Regions from separate parts of the Mus musculus genome. Here region 2 is linked to region 1. The links are chromatin contacts, called in public promoter capture Hi-C maps. All regions are on one chromosome and are shown on one strand. Each heading gives the region's core, a stretch centred on a gene start, on an enhancer-like site or on the middle of the called end of the contact. The rest is flanking DNA. Distances are from core to core; before and after follow the strand shown.

Region 1 (7,006 bases), core at 4,363-6,862:
AAACAACAACAACAACCAAACAAACAAGAAAAGAGCAAGACAGGAAAGCCTTTCTTGGTATTGCTCTTTGAGTTTACTGTATTCGCAGGGACAAAGGACTGGGCACTTTCAGAAGTGCAAGGGAAGGCTCCAGGTAGACGCTGACATTTACTTCAAAAACACGCATTAACCAAATGAATCTTCCAAACTTCTTTGTATTCACTGCACTTTAATACTCATGAGCGTCTAGGAAGCCTTTCTACAGCTTCACAGTTCATATGTCTGGTACTCAAACACATACAATGCATTTAGGCTCTGCTCAAGTATAAACTGGTTCACATAGAGAATGGGAAAAAGAAAACGAAACTGAAAAGAACTTCTATAATATTCTTCATCCATTAGGCAGGGTTTTCTAAACAAACAATAATTAAATAGTAATACAACATAGACTCCCTCTTGCTGAACACCCAGTGTCAACTCCTGCCTCTAAAGCAGTGTTTCTTAGATACAGCATTGATTGGCAGATACTTAAAACTTTTTTGTTAAGATTTGTTTTATATGTATCTGTGTGCCTGCATATCTGTTTGTGCACCGTGTGAAGGCAGTGGGTGCAGCGTCTAGACGAGGGTATCGAATACCCTGGAACGGCTGTTACAGGCTTTCCTAAGCCATCCTCTATGGGTGCTGGAACTGACCCCACACCCTCCGCAAGAGCACCAAGCGCTCTTCACCTCTGAGGCATCTCTCGGCTCCATACTTAAAACTTTTTAAAAAACAAATTCACCACGAATGTGTGGTCTAAGAGCTTATCCCTTTTTCAAAATGTAAGCTCAGTTATAATTCTTTGACACAGTGGCCCGCTGTAATTGACATAAAAGTAATCTCTCCAAGGACTATGGCACGTTCCAGCAGGAAGGAAAAATAGAGAACCATCGTAAGACTAGAAGACACTTCCATATCATAAAGTGGTAGTTCTCAATGTAGCAGGCACTGGGGAGGGAGCCAGGGAACACTAGGGAAGATCTGGGCATTTTTGTGTACCACAGCTAAAAGGTGCTACTGGTATTTAATGGGCAGGAGATGGTAATGGTACTAACCATCTTATATGGTGTGGGAACCTCCCACAGCACACACTCAACCAGAAAAATGACATCACTAGGGTGAGAAGCAATGCCAGAGTTAGTGAATTCAGAAGTCAAGACAGATGCAAGAACTCTTAAATTGAAGTCAGTCAATAACTCTGTCTGCCTGCCCCCCCTCCCTCCCCACGTCATACAAACCCCCGCCCCCCGCCATGCACTTAAACACCCAGACTTACACTAAGCTGCTGTTTTTCAACGAGAACATACTTTAGGTCACATTTTTTCATAAAGTAAGTTGATAAGGACGGTGGGGAGTCTGGATCAATGGGCGCATACGCTGCGGGGACCTGAAGAATCCTGCAGAGCGAATACAAGGTTAGGACAAGGACTACAGTGCTCCCATGAGCACTTGATGTCTCTATGAGCTTCACTGTTCATTAGAATTTCACAAAGTTTAGGGCTGAGCCTTGGTTGTAGTTATTTTATCTTGTGCCCAATGACTACCTAGGGTATTGTAAAAATTCTATTTTCACTTCTTATCCCACCCGGGATGGGGATGCAGCTCAATTGTACAGAGTTTGTTTAGCATGTTCAAGGGTTCAGTACTCAGTATTGAAAAAAAGAAAGAGCTCTTAGCACTTAATATACAGAAAGATAACATTTTAAGAGAGTTAACAAGTTCTGGAATGACAGCTCAATGGTTTGTTTGGTTTTTGGTTTTTGTTTTGTTTTACCTGAAGACAATTATAAAATGCTTTACCTGTTTTCTTTGACAGACAAATAAGGCCTTTATACTTTTGACATATTTAAATATTGTATTACTAAAAACTTTTAGTCTGTCCTTAATAAGCTCAAATTAACTAATGTACATGATCAAAAATTAATACCATAGGAAATGTGTACAGCAAATAAAACAATAGCTTACAAAGTATACTACATATTAAAACTATTAAATTGGTTTAGAGTAATATCAGTTTATACTAGAAATATTACCCTAAAATCCAGGAGGGTAAGTTTATCCCAGGTTGACAATAGAGACCAATTTCCCGAATTCCTCCAAAGTCACAGTGTGCTATCAGAAAATGGGATAATTCTGAAGCCGCGCTCAACAGAGCCTTGTAGGAATAGCACACTGGAGGCTGGTTATTGCCTTCGTCAAAACATACAGCTGTTCTATCCATATAGACAGAGGCAGTCCGAAGCACCAACTCCTGAAGAGTCATTTTATTGAGGTTTGTCTAAACATTGGTGGCTGAGAAATCTACACAGAAAGAAAAGTCAAACGTTAGGGGAGTTGTCAGGAGGTGAGGAGGGAACTTGTCTACTAGCAAAAATGACCATCAGCTGGGTAACTAGGTCAGTGACAGATCGTTTGCCAGTGTACCCGAGTCCAGTCCCCAGCATTGCAAAACAATGAACTGAAAGGAAGTGCCCAGATAAGAGCTGTCTATTTAAGGTTCTGCACAGCTGACTGGTGAAAGTGCGGGAGACTAGGTATTGGGGATATTGCATACTCAAAGATCAACTACCTTGGATTCTCCTGAAAGCAGGCTTACTGCCTACCTGTGTCCACCCAATGTCCTTGTGGCTGTCACCTGAAGCATCTGTGAGGATAAGCACCTTAGCTCCCACCACGCCCAGAGCTACAAACATCATCTGATCCCACCCCAAACCTATAAGAAAACTTCCCTTGATTTGCTGGAATCCACCTAATTCTCACCAATGTATTTGAAAAGCCTTGATATTTTACTGTCCTTTGTCTTTCAACTGTACAAGTTCATAGACCTGCTTCTACCTTGGGATATGATTTTTAGGGTAACCTAAATCTGTGGTCCTGAAACCTGATCACTCATATTTGGCTCAGAATAAATGATCTCCTATTGTACCTTTGGTAACAGCAGTACGTTGTGTCACTAAAACAAACAAAATCTGTAGCATAGATATATAACTGAAGCTCTAAACTTACAAAATACCTGTGGCAACTTTGCTGAAAGCAATGACATTAAAAAAAAGCAATTTGACAACAGTCAATGAACACTGGATCACACTTAAATATGTGGGAAGGATGTGACATTCACATAAAAGAAAAAAAAAAAGAACCCCCCCCCAAAAAAAACAAAACAAAACAAAACAGGCATGATGGAGCACACCTTTAATCCCAGCAGAGGCAGGTGGACCTCTGTAAGACCAACCTGGTCTATATAAAGAGTACCTGAACAGCCAGGGTTACACACAGAGATTCTGTCTCAAAAAAACTGCAAACAAAAAAACCACTAGGGATCAATGCTAACAAAAATATGGTAACTCCTAGTTTCCTTGAAGGCAAAGGAGACTTTCCTCTGAATCCTATTAACATATATCAGAGAAAAATAAGATTTATCAAGTGTCATATTATTCCAATTCTTTACCTGTTCATACTTAAGCGGTTTACTTACTGATTCAGAATAGAATTACTCTTCAATTTGTCATTTAATTACTATCCAACTGAGTTAAAGAAAAGGCCTTCTTAAACCCATAAAGTCAAAAAAGGATACAAAAAAACTGAAATGTGATTCCTAACTATTAAATTTTAAAGAACAAGACTATTTTGATACTTAGGGTATTTTTAAACAAATATTTCCATAAATCTAACTTTTATGTACACAAAAGATGATTTTCCACAAATGGCCATTAAACAAATCATATGATCTACATATAGTATGTTCTACAGGATATAGGGGATGAGTTTATTTTGGGATATAAGTGTAGCCAGGCGTGGTGGCACACACCTTTAGTCCCAGCACTCGGGAGGCAGAGGCAGACAGATTTCTGAGTTCGAGGCTAGCCTGGTCTGGTCTACAAAGTGAGTTCCAGGACAGCCAGGGCTACACAGAGAAACCTGTCTCAAAAAAAAAAAAGGGGCTGGTGAGATGGCTCAGTGGGTAAGAGCACCCGACTGCTCTTCCGAAGGTCCGGAGTTCAAATCCCAGCAACCACATGGTGGCTCACAACCATCTGTAACAAGATCTGATGCCCTCTTCTGGAGTGTCTGAAGACAACTACAGTGTACTTACATCTAATAAATAAATAAATCTTTAAAAAAAAAAAAAAAAAAAAAAAGAGAAGAAAAGAAAAAGAAAGAAAGAAAAAGAAAAAAAAAAGGCTATTGCAGTAGAGTATCTCCTGCTATTTTTGCCTACAGAAGACCACAGAATACCCAAATAAATTTTGTTAAGCGCCCAATTTTCCACATTAATGTATTATACATATTTTTACAAAAATCTAGTTTGAACCTGGGGATGTACCTCAGGAGTTAAACCGTCCTTGTTCTTTCAGAAGACACAGATTCCATACCAGCACCCAACTGGGGAGCTCAATACAGTCCATAGTTCCAGTTCTGGCTGATCCCACAGCCTTTGAAGACACCAGGCACGAACATGGTGCACTTACATACATGCAGGTAAAACACTGCTATACCTAAAATTAAAAAAAAAAAAAAAAGTCTGTTTAAAAGCTGCCTTTTCTCTAAAAAGCAAGCACGTGTAACTGCTATTTTCTCACAAGAAAATATAATCTACTAACATAATTCACAGCAGTAGAATAACAAGACTATAACTTAGGTTTTTTTTGTTTGTTTTGTTTTTTCGAGACAGGGTTTCTCTGTAGCCCTTGCTGTCCTGGAACTCACTTTGTAGATCAGGCTGGCCTCGAACTCAGAAATCTGCTTGCCTCTGCCTCCTGAGTGCTGGGATCAAAGGCGTGCGCCAACACGCCCGGCTATAACTTAGTTCTTAAAATGTCATTTTTATAACTAGCTACAAAACTCACCACACAAAATCTATAATTAAGGAGTTTTTCTACTTTGAATTTAAAAGCTCCCAGTGGCAAAATTCAGTCTTGTCCAGATATTCATGTCAGCCATTGAATTTTATGTCTCTGTCCCTGTCTTTGTCCCCCTCCCCTCCCTTCAGACTGACTTGGGCCATCGAGATGGGTCAGTGGAGAAACTAACTTGCCATCACACCAGAAAACCTAAGTGTGATCACGGGACTCACATAATGGAAGGAGAGAACCCACTTCCGAAAGGTCCTTTTTGTTTCTTCACCATGCTGCACGCGCACACACGCACAATTTTAAATTAAAAAAAAAAAAAAGAAAAGGAAAGAAAAACAAGTGAGCCATGAAAAGGGATGACCTAGCAAGCAAATTTCGTGTTATAGCCTTAAGATTAGCAGCTCGGTAATGTACAACTGTAAATAAAGCCATTTAATCACCAACAGATCCTGATCTTAAGGGTTCTCCCTATACTGGGCATTATATATATAGGTAAATTATCCGTCTGCATCTTATACTTCTCACGCAGCCACCTTAATTACAATCACAAAAGCCTCTCGTTGGCTCTCGGAACCACGCTAAGAGGTGGCGCAGCAGGTGACCGAGGTGACCCACACAGCCGCTCCAAGCTGGGGTCCGGCAGCTCACAAAGTCTCCCCGGGTCGCCCGCGCTCTCCCGCCCCACCTTCTCACGACAGCGCGTGGCGTGCACTTCCTAGCCCAGCCGCAGACGCTCAGCAGCCGTAAAACGGACCTCTGCGTCATCTTCGGGCGCCCGTGACGTCACTCCAGCGTCGGGGGGCGGGCTCTCGCCTACGGGGCTCCGCCCAGACGTGGCGCACAGGTCTCCGCCGCGTTTGGCCCAACGGGTTTGGTCCGTGCGGATTCAGCCCTGCCGCTGAAGGTGACGCTTCAGGCAACATGCCTGTGCGTCTGCGTGAATTTGAGTGTTCCGTGTGCCTGCAGGGGCCGATGATTCCCTGGAGCATAGTCCCAGGTGGTTGTGAGCCACCACATGGGTGCTGGAGACCTAGAAGGGACCTCTGGATGGCCAGTGAGCTTCCTTGACAGCAGAGCCATATCTCCGAGACCCGGAGTCTCCTCGTTCCTTAAAGTGCGGGTAGAAATATCCCAAAGGCTGAAGTGAAGTAATCACCGCCTAATTGGCGAGTAAATTTGGCTTATCCCCTCCACACCTTCTGGGAACATACTCAAGATTGGTTGCGACCGTCATGGCAGCGGTGAAGTATGCCAGGGAAGCCCCCTGTCAGAATGAAACTCCTAACTGGCGTTTGCAGCTATTTACAACACTTCCCTATGAGGAAACCCAGGCCTGTCTGAGGTCAACAGCAGTCCCTAAAGCCACTGTATGCCTGGATGTGTGTTTTTCCGATGGCACAATTATTACAATAAATGGGAAGGGTCACCACTGTGGTGAGTTACTGTGCCCTCGCAGAGAGGAAAGATGGGATTTTTGTCTTGGTTCCTGTTGGGGGGAGAGGTGGAAGTGGCTAAGCACTATCTACATACAGTGCCTTAAAAAACAAAGGAGTGTGTCCTTATCTGCTGGAAAACAGAAGCTTGTAAGGGTCCATGAAGAATGACACCCTGGACTCAAATAGTATGTAAACACAAAGTGTGTTTTATTCTGTAGCTCAGCATGGTGGGGTCGTCCCCATTACAAAGACACAGAGTAAAAGCAAATGAGCTCGCAGGCTCCATTGAAAGCACATTGGAATTCCAGGGTAGGAGAGCTTTATCTTACTTATCTCTAGGCATTGTTACTGGGAAGTCTAGAAATCTTTGTAGAGGAAGTCTGGAAACTGTTGCTGACCCATTGTCCTTACCTCAGGCTAGGTGGCCAGGCAGTCTCAGATATCAGGGCAGTTCTGACTAACTGCCTGAAGCCTTTTTTTTTCTTCTTCTTCTAGTAACTGATTTGCCTGACCTTAGGCCTAGTCTCCTAAACTGCTAATTTGAAGCCTGTCATGGAATCAGATCTGCCTTCTCATCTGTCCCTCCAAACAGTGCAGGAAATACCTGTTTGAAAACCACATTTTCCTGTGTACTATGGGCCTCGCCAAACACCTTTTTAAGTGTTGTATTTGTTCTCTTAGCTTTCTATTGCTGTG
Region 2 (6,854 bases), core at 2,110-4,609, 310 kb after region 1:
CACCCAGCTCACACCACACCCAGCTCACACCACACCCAGCTCACACCACACCCAGCTCACACCACACCCAGCTCACACCACACCCAGCTCACACCACACCCAGCTCACACCACACCCAGCTCACACCACACCCAGCTCACACCACACCCAGCTCACACCACACCCAGCTCACACCACACCCAGAAGCTACAGGATGTTTTTTTTTTTTTAAGTAATGCCTCTTACCTAATGTTTTTAAAGTATTTTTGATTATTGCTCTCACACATATAATTTTCCTCCATTCCACTCATGTTTCCACGAGACCCTCGAGTGTTATAAAGACTCTAGCTCTAGACTGGAGAGATGGCTCAGCGGTTGAGAGCAGTGACGGCTCTTCCAGAGGTCCTGAGTTCAAATCCCAGCAACCACACGGTGGCTCACAACCATATGTAATGGGATTCGATGCCCTCTTCTGGTGTGTCTGAAGATAGAGACCATCTACTCACATACATTAAATAAATAAATAAATCTTTAAAAAAAAAAAGAAAGAAAGACTCTTAACTCCAGCTGGGGACACACAGTGATATATGCTAGCCAAGTGCTCAGCCTCTGAGCTGTACCCCTATACACTCTTAACTTGGAAGAGTGACAGCCGAGCCTTTACTCAGCAACCTCACCTCCACCCCAGGAGTCTAGAACACTAAGCCTGGGGAGGTCCTGCACACCTATGATCCCAGCACTCTGTCTCCAGCATGGCCAAACCTCCCAGCTCATGGACAGTTGAAGGTTCTATGACACGCAAGTGAACAGTTTCAGACGCTGTGGGAACTGTTTGGATCGTGTGCCTGCTCGTTCTTTATGTACAGAACGGTTGTACGCATTTTCACTGTCAAGCATCATCCAGAGGAACCCATCCTCCTTACCTCTGACTTGTTAGAAGTCAGACTGCTGACTCTCAAGCCAGTCCAAGGAGCCAAATAACCCATTTGAGTGGCCAGGTCTTGATTAATGACTGTCAGTTTCCCTAACTTTTGTCCTAGATAGCGAGTGAGGGCCAACCAAGTAAAACTGTCTCTGCACCCCTAACCAGTCTTGTAGGTTGCCTGCCTAATGTTTCCTTTGCCAAAAGCCTGCACCAGGCCACACCCAATGCCTCTTTCTGCACCTTCACACTTTCCCCTGCCTCTGTCAGCCAGGGAGTCTCTACCCAAATGAAAATGATGCTGGCAGACCCTTGACACCGCAGCTCTCAATAAACTGTCTCATTTTGCTTTCATTTATGTCCACAGAATTTAATATGACAAAATATATGAAGTATCTAATATACAGAGTAACTATCATACCTCAGAAAATTTGAATTGTTAAAGCAAATACATCTATGGGGCCTTCAAAGACTGAGCCGTTCCTGACTGAAAGGTACACTTCTAGCTGACATGGTGGCTCATACCTGCCATCCTAGGACTCAGGAGGATCTTGAGAAAAGAAAAGTATATACTCACTTCCCTGGATCAGGGAAATAGCAAGAGATGCTGACTTACAAAGCCAGCTGTGTGTGGTTTCTGCAGTGACATGCCTAGCTTGAAAACAGCTCAACACTTCACTGCATGAGAAGAGACAGTACACGGACGGGGCTCATACTTACTGTTCGGAACTGTGACCTCTTCATGATTTGAGAATCGGAAGAGTCGAGAGTCTCATGAGAGGCTGTAAGGAGAAAACACTCACGCTGTAATATGACTAAGGTAAGTTGTCCATCAAAGATACATAAATCTTAGTGTGTAAATAAGATGGAGAGTCATAAGAGAAGAAGGTATCCTAAGCCAATGAGAGAGAGAGAGAGAGAGAGAGAGAGAGAGAGAGAGAGAGAGAGAGAGAGAGAGAGAGAAACAGTTCAGTTGGTAGGCTGGGGAGATGGCTCAATGAGTGAAGTGCTTGCTATAAACAGAGTTCTGATCCCCGGGACCCAGAGCTGGACTTGGGTCTGCAACACCTTAACACTAGGAGGGGGCTGAGACAGGTGGATACCAAGAATTACTGGCCAGCCAGCCTAGCAGAAATGGCAAGCTACAGGTTCAGCAAGAGACACTGTCTCAAAAATAATGTGGAGCAATAGAAGACACCAGTATTGACCTCTAGCCTCCATATGCCTTCAACACACACACACACACACACACACACACACACACACACACACACACACACACGAGTACACTACACAAAAATGTATGTGGTGCGCACACACTTAAGACACAAAGACCAAAACCAAAAGCGGTTCGTGGTTTATCCACACATGACAGTCTCTCTGATGCCCCTCTCCATGCTTCTTTAAAAAAAGAAATGATGGTCCTCCATCATTTCTGCCTGGGACTTCTAAGAAATACACAGAACATCTGCTTCTGTTTCTATCAGGTTTCTTGAAAACTGACTTAGAAGTTACAGGTATCAGGAAGTAACTAACAGTGCTTTTTGTCTGTGCGTCCAAGATATTTTTTTTTTCAAATAAACTCAAAACTCAGATTTAACTTTTGAGACAGGGGGTCTGACGGAGCCCAGGCTAGTCTTGAACTGGCTATGTTGCAAACGGGGACATGGCCCTTCTGCCTCTGCTTCTTTTTTTTTTTTTTTTTTTTAAAGATTTATTTATTATATGTAAGTACACTGTAGCTGTCTTCAGACACACCAGAAGGGGGAGTCAGATCTTGTTACGGATGGTTGTGAGCCACCATGTGGTTGCTGGGATTTGAACTCTGGACCTTCGGAAGAGCAGTCGGGTGCTCTTACCCACTGAGCCATCTCACCAGCCCTCTGCCTCTGCTTCTTAAGTGCTGGAATTTTAGGTGTGAGCCAGTACACCAAACTCAATAACAGAAAACTTAGTATAAGTGTTAAGACCTCAACTCTGCTTTCCCATAGATGGCAAGGCCATCCGGAAGAACGTCCCGCACATCCCCCGTTAACCTCAGCAGAGCCGTGGATACAATCCAACTGCGTATATAGGTCCAGAAAAATCTGCTTAAGAAAGGTAGAACAGATGGCTGGGTGACATCTAGTTGGAGCTAGAATGGAAGCCCCAACTATAACGGCAGAGGATGCTTGACCCACATTCACCTTCCATGGCCACCACTCTCCACGGGGCAGAACCGCCAGTAACGGCACGGCACGAACCCATCTCCTAACTACCCAAGCCCAGCGCTCTCAGCTCCAAGCTGGTCCCTTGACACCAGACCCACTTGAGCATCACCTGCAAAGTCTGTGACCAGGAGCAACAGCACCAGTCTCAGCATCACTAAAGCTCTTCTTCCTGCTCTGCTGGGAGAGCTCTCCTGTGCAGCGAACAGAGCAGTGGTCAAGTAGCCACCCGCTGGCACCGCGCGGGAGTGCGAAGGGGGAGGGGCGAGGGGCGGGCTAGAGGCTAGTCCGAAGAAGGGAGCGAGGAAGAGGAACGGAAGTTGCAGGAGAAGGAAGAGATGGGAAAGAAGAAGAAGAGGGAGGGTTGGCCAGGGAAAAAGGGAGGCATACACAAACACACGCGCACACCCGCACACACACACACACACATACATACAAGCCTTCCAGATTTCTAAGGTTTTTTTTGTAAACCTCTCTACAAAGTTCACAAAAGTGAACCATGCCCCCAACCTTTCACACAACCCTCACACAGTACCACGCCTGAACTCTCTACAAACCCCATGCATATCCCCACCGGATCCCGCCACACATCCACCACCTAAACACTCAACACACAAGCACAAGACACCCTGCTCACACAACCCAACCCCTCCAGACACCCCTCACGCCTTTTCCTCCCCTCAAGTGCTTCAAACACCCTAGCCTAACCCATCTCGACCATACTCTACCACAGCCTAACTCTTCCTCAAAAGTCACACGTGCCTCCACCGCACAGCCCCTCTTTCTTTCACATACCCCAAACACATCCTTTCGACACTCCAGATAACCCACATCTTACATACCCACAGACTACACAACCCAGCACCCCTCCTCCACACACCCCAAATGACCCCTTCCACACTTTCAAACCACCAAACACCTCTTCCCCCGACAGACTCCATACCCACTAGACAATTTGACATCCCTTCACCCTCCACATGTGCACAACCATCCACTTTCCAAGCACCCACCTCACCCCTTCCACCTACCCCACACATATGATGACCACAACCAGAACCCCTTCTTCACCACCCTTCCACACACTTCAAACACATCACCACCACCCCAACCCTCCAGCCCCTCACATATTCCACAACCACCCCACCACAAAACTACCACCTACCTCAGGATCCACCACTCCAAACTTCCATATCCCGACGCATAGCCTATGCCGGGTTGAGTAGCTATTTCTATGCACTTGTCCACACAAAAACTCCCACAGCTAAACAAGCTACCTCTCCACCCCACACATACTCTCTACACTCTCCACACCCAATTACCATAAAATCCACCATCCCTCCACCACATTCCCCAAGTGACCCCCACCCTTTCAGCCTACCAAATACACAACCCAGTACTCCTTCACTTCTCCACACATCAAACACACATTCCCACCCACCTTCTAAATGCACACACACACTCACTCACTCACACTCACTCTCAAACATACTCATGTATATATACACACACATCATACACACTCACATACACATACATGCACACTCACACATTCTCACACACTCACACACACACATACACTCTCACACAGAATCTCACACCCATACCCACTCACCCACATATACACACTCACATGTAATGTCAGAACTCAGGAGGCAGAAGCAGGTGGATCTCTGAGTTCAAGGCCAGCCTGGTCTACATACAGATTGAGTTCTAGGACAATGAGAGTTGCACAGAGAAACCCTGTTTCAAAAAAGAAAAAAAAAAAAAGGTACCCCTCCCCACATACACCTCACAATACAGCACCCCTCTACCCCTCCACAAACCCCAAACACAATCCTCAGAGCCTCTCATGACCATACACCCTCAAATAGACCCACCCTTCCCCTCCTCTACATCCCACATAAAGTTCTACTACTACTCCGAACGCTCCAGCAGATCCGACCACACCGCCCCATTCCCTAGCCTTCCACACATCCCACACATCCCCACAGCCCTTCCAGTGCCACAAACACTCTAGCCCTCAACACACTGTCAGCTTCCTCCACACGACTCTCCACACACCTCATTCTTGGCCATCATCAAAATTGTACACACCCCACCCTACCCCTGTCCTCCTGTGCACACACATGCACACCACCAGCCCGTCCCTGAAAGACCCGGTATCTGCACACTTCACACAAACCCCACACCCCAAACACGTCTCCAGCCCTCTGAACACCCCACTCCTCCGTAAACCCCACAACTAGCACATGTTCCACATGTTGCCATCAGCCAAAATCAATCCCAACATCTATTTTGAGAGGCTATGTCAAAACCCTCAGAAAAGGCCAGGTGTTACCACACAAAGTTCACCCCAGTTCTCAGGAGGCAGCAGCAGACAGATCTCTTGTCAGTTCCATAGCCAGTCTGGTCTCTAATTCCAGATAAGCCAAGGCTACATAGTGAGACCCCATCTCAAATGACAGCAACAATGATAACAGAAAGGAACCTCAAGAGGCCAGATTGAGTAGCACACGTCTGTAATCACCACACTTGGGAGGTAGAGGCAGGAGCTCATGAGTTTAGGTCAACCTCAGCGACATAGCAAATTTGAGGCCTGACTGAGCCACTCGACAGCTGGTCTCAGAACACACACACCAACGAGCAAGAGCTCTGAAGTGTACTACAGGAAACGAAGATCTAACGTTAAGTCACCCAGAAGGAAAGTTTGGGCCACAAAATAAAACCACCCGAAGCCAGCATCTCTTTGAGTTGCAGACACCAGGGTGTTACTACAGGTTCAATGCCAGCCTGGTCTATAGCGCCAGTTTTAAGCTAACCAGAGCTACATTGTAGGAACCTGGTGAGTAGAGGTGTTCACTTAAGCAAAATGGTTTCTAGAGAAAGAACCTTAGCCTCTGGCTGTGTGTGTGTGTGTGTGTGTGTGTGTGTGTGTGTGTGTGTGTCATGTGACATGCATGGCTGTGTATTCTGCCTACAAACACTCATTTGGCAAGTTAATCCACAGACTGGAGATCACAGCCCCATTGGTCCCCCATACTCCACACCCGTAATCGGGTAACAATGTGAACACTGGGACACAGGACAGAACTCAGGCACGGCCACATCCACTGGAAACAGCAAGAGTCGTGAAACCAGCACAGCTGTTTGGCACAGTCTCATCCTAGCTGACCTCTCCGTGCCTTCCAAATCAGTACCGTTTGGGTAACTCATATGTTACCAAACTCAGCAGCCAGCACAAGATACAGCCTTGGCCATGTATTAAGCACACCTACTGTGTGCTGGCTCACTGGAAACACTGTCCAGAAGATGTCACCCTAACAGTGCTGGTCTCTACTTAACCACCACCAATTCCCCCAGTTCTAGCTAAGCAGCACCAATCGTCCCCGTAAGACAGAGGTTTTGCTTTAGTGCCTCTGGTCCTCTTGTTAATCACAGCCAGTTCTTCATAATCAGCTGACCAGACACCACCCATTCTTCTCACAAAGGGCCCAGTAAAGTCTTTGTTTCCTTCCGAAATCTCACAAGCCAGGTCTCCATCTACACAGCTCTCAACATTCTTATCTTCTACGTTCATACAGGACAGCCACTGAGCTCTCAACACCCAGTGGCTTTCTAGGCCAAAGGTTCAAAGTCCTTCTACGATCCTCCAAAAAACATGGTCAGATCTGTCACACCCATACCCCACTACTCTGGTACCAACCTGTCTTAGGGTTTCTATTGCTGTGATGAAACACCATGACTAA

Evidence for each region. Capture Hi-C pulls out chosen DNA fragments and counts their contacts.
Region 2: a promoter capture Hi-C map of liver shows a contact between it and region 1. The contact joins the promoter of Spink2 here to the promoter of Aasdh in region 1. A contact is called at or near these places in 3 of 39 promoter capture datasets (embryonic stem cells and neural stem cells), 4 of 484 Hi-C or Micro-C datasets (the AML12 cell line, bone marrow-derived macrophages, muscle stem cells and 1 more), 1 of 115 datasets of contacts at active chromatin or transcription factors (cardiomyocytes) and 4 of 9 other capture datasets (adipose tissue, embryonic stem cells, liver and 1 more).

What each region holds. Positions count from the first base shown.
Region 1 is chr5:76,899,864-76,906,869 of GRCm38.p6, forward strand. Aasdh (aminoadipate-semialdehyde dehydrogenase) reads right to left here and starts at 5,613. Exons shown (of 16, transcript NM_173765.4): 1 at 5,560-5,613; 2 at 4,346-4,517; 3 at 2,055-2,322; 4 at 1,298-1,418. The coding sequence starts at 2,284.
Region 2 is chr5:77,208,112-77,214,965 of GRCm38.p6, forward strand. Spink2 (serine peptidase inhibitor, Kazal type 2) reads right to left here and starts at 3,360. Exons shown (of 4, transcript NM_183284.3): 1 at 3,221-3,360; 2 at 1,622-1,683. The coding sequence starts at 3,263.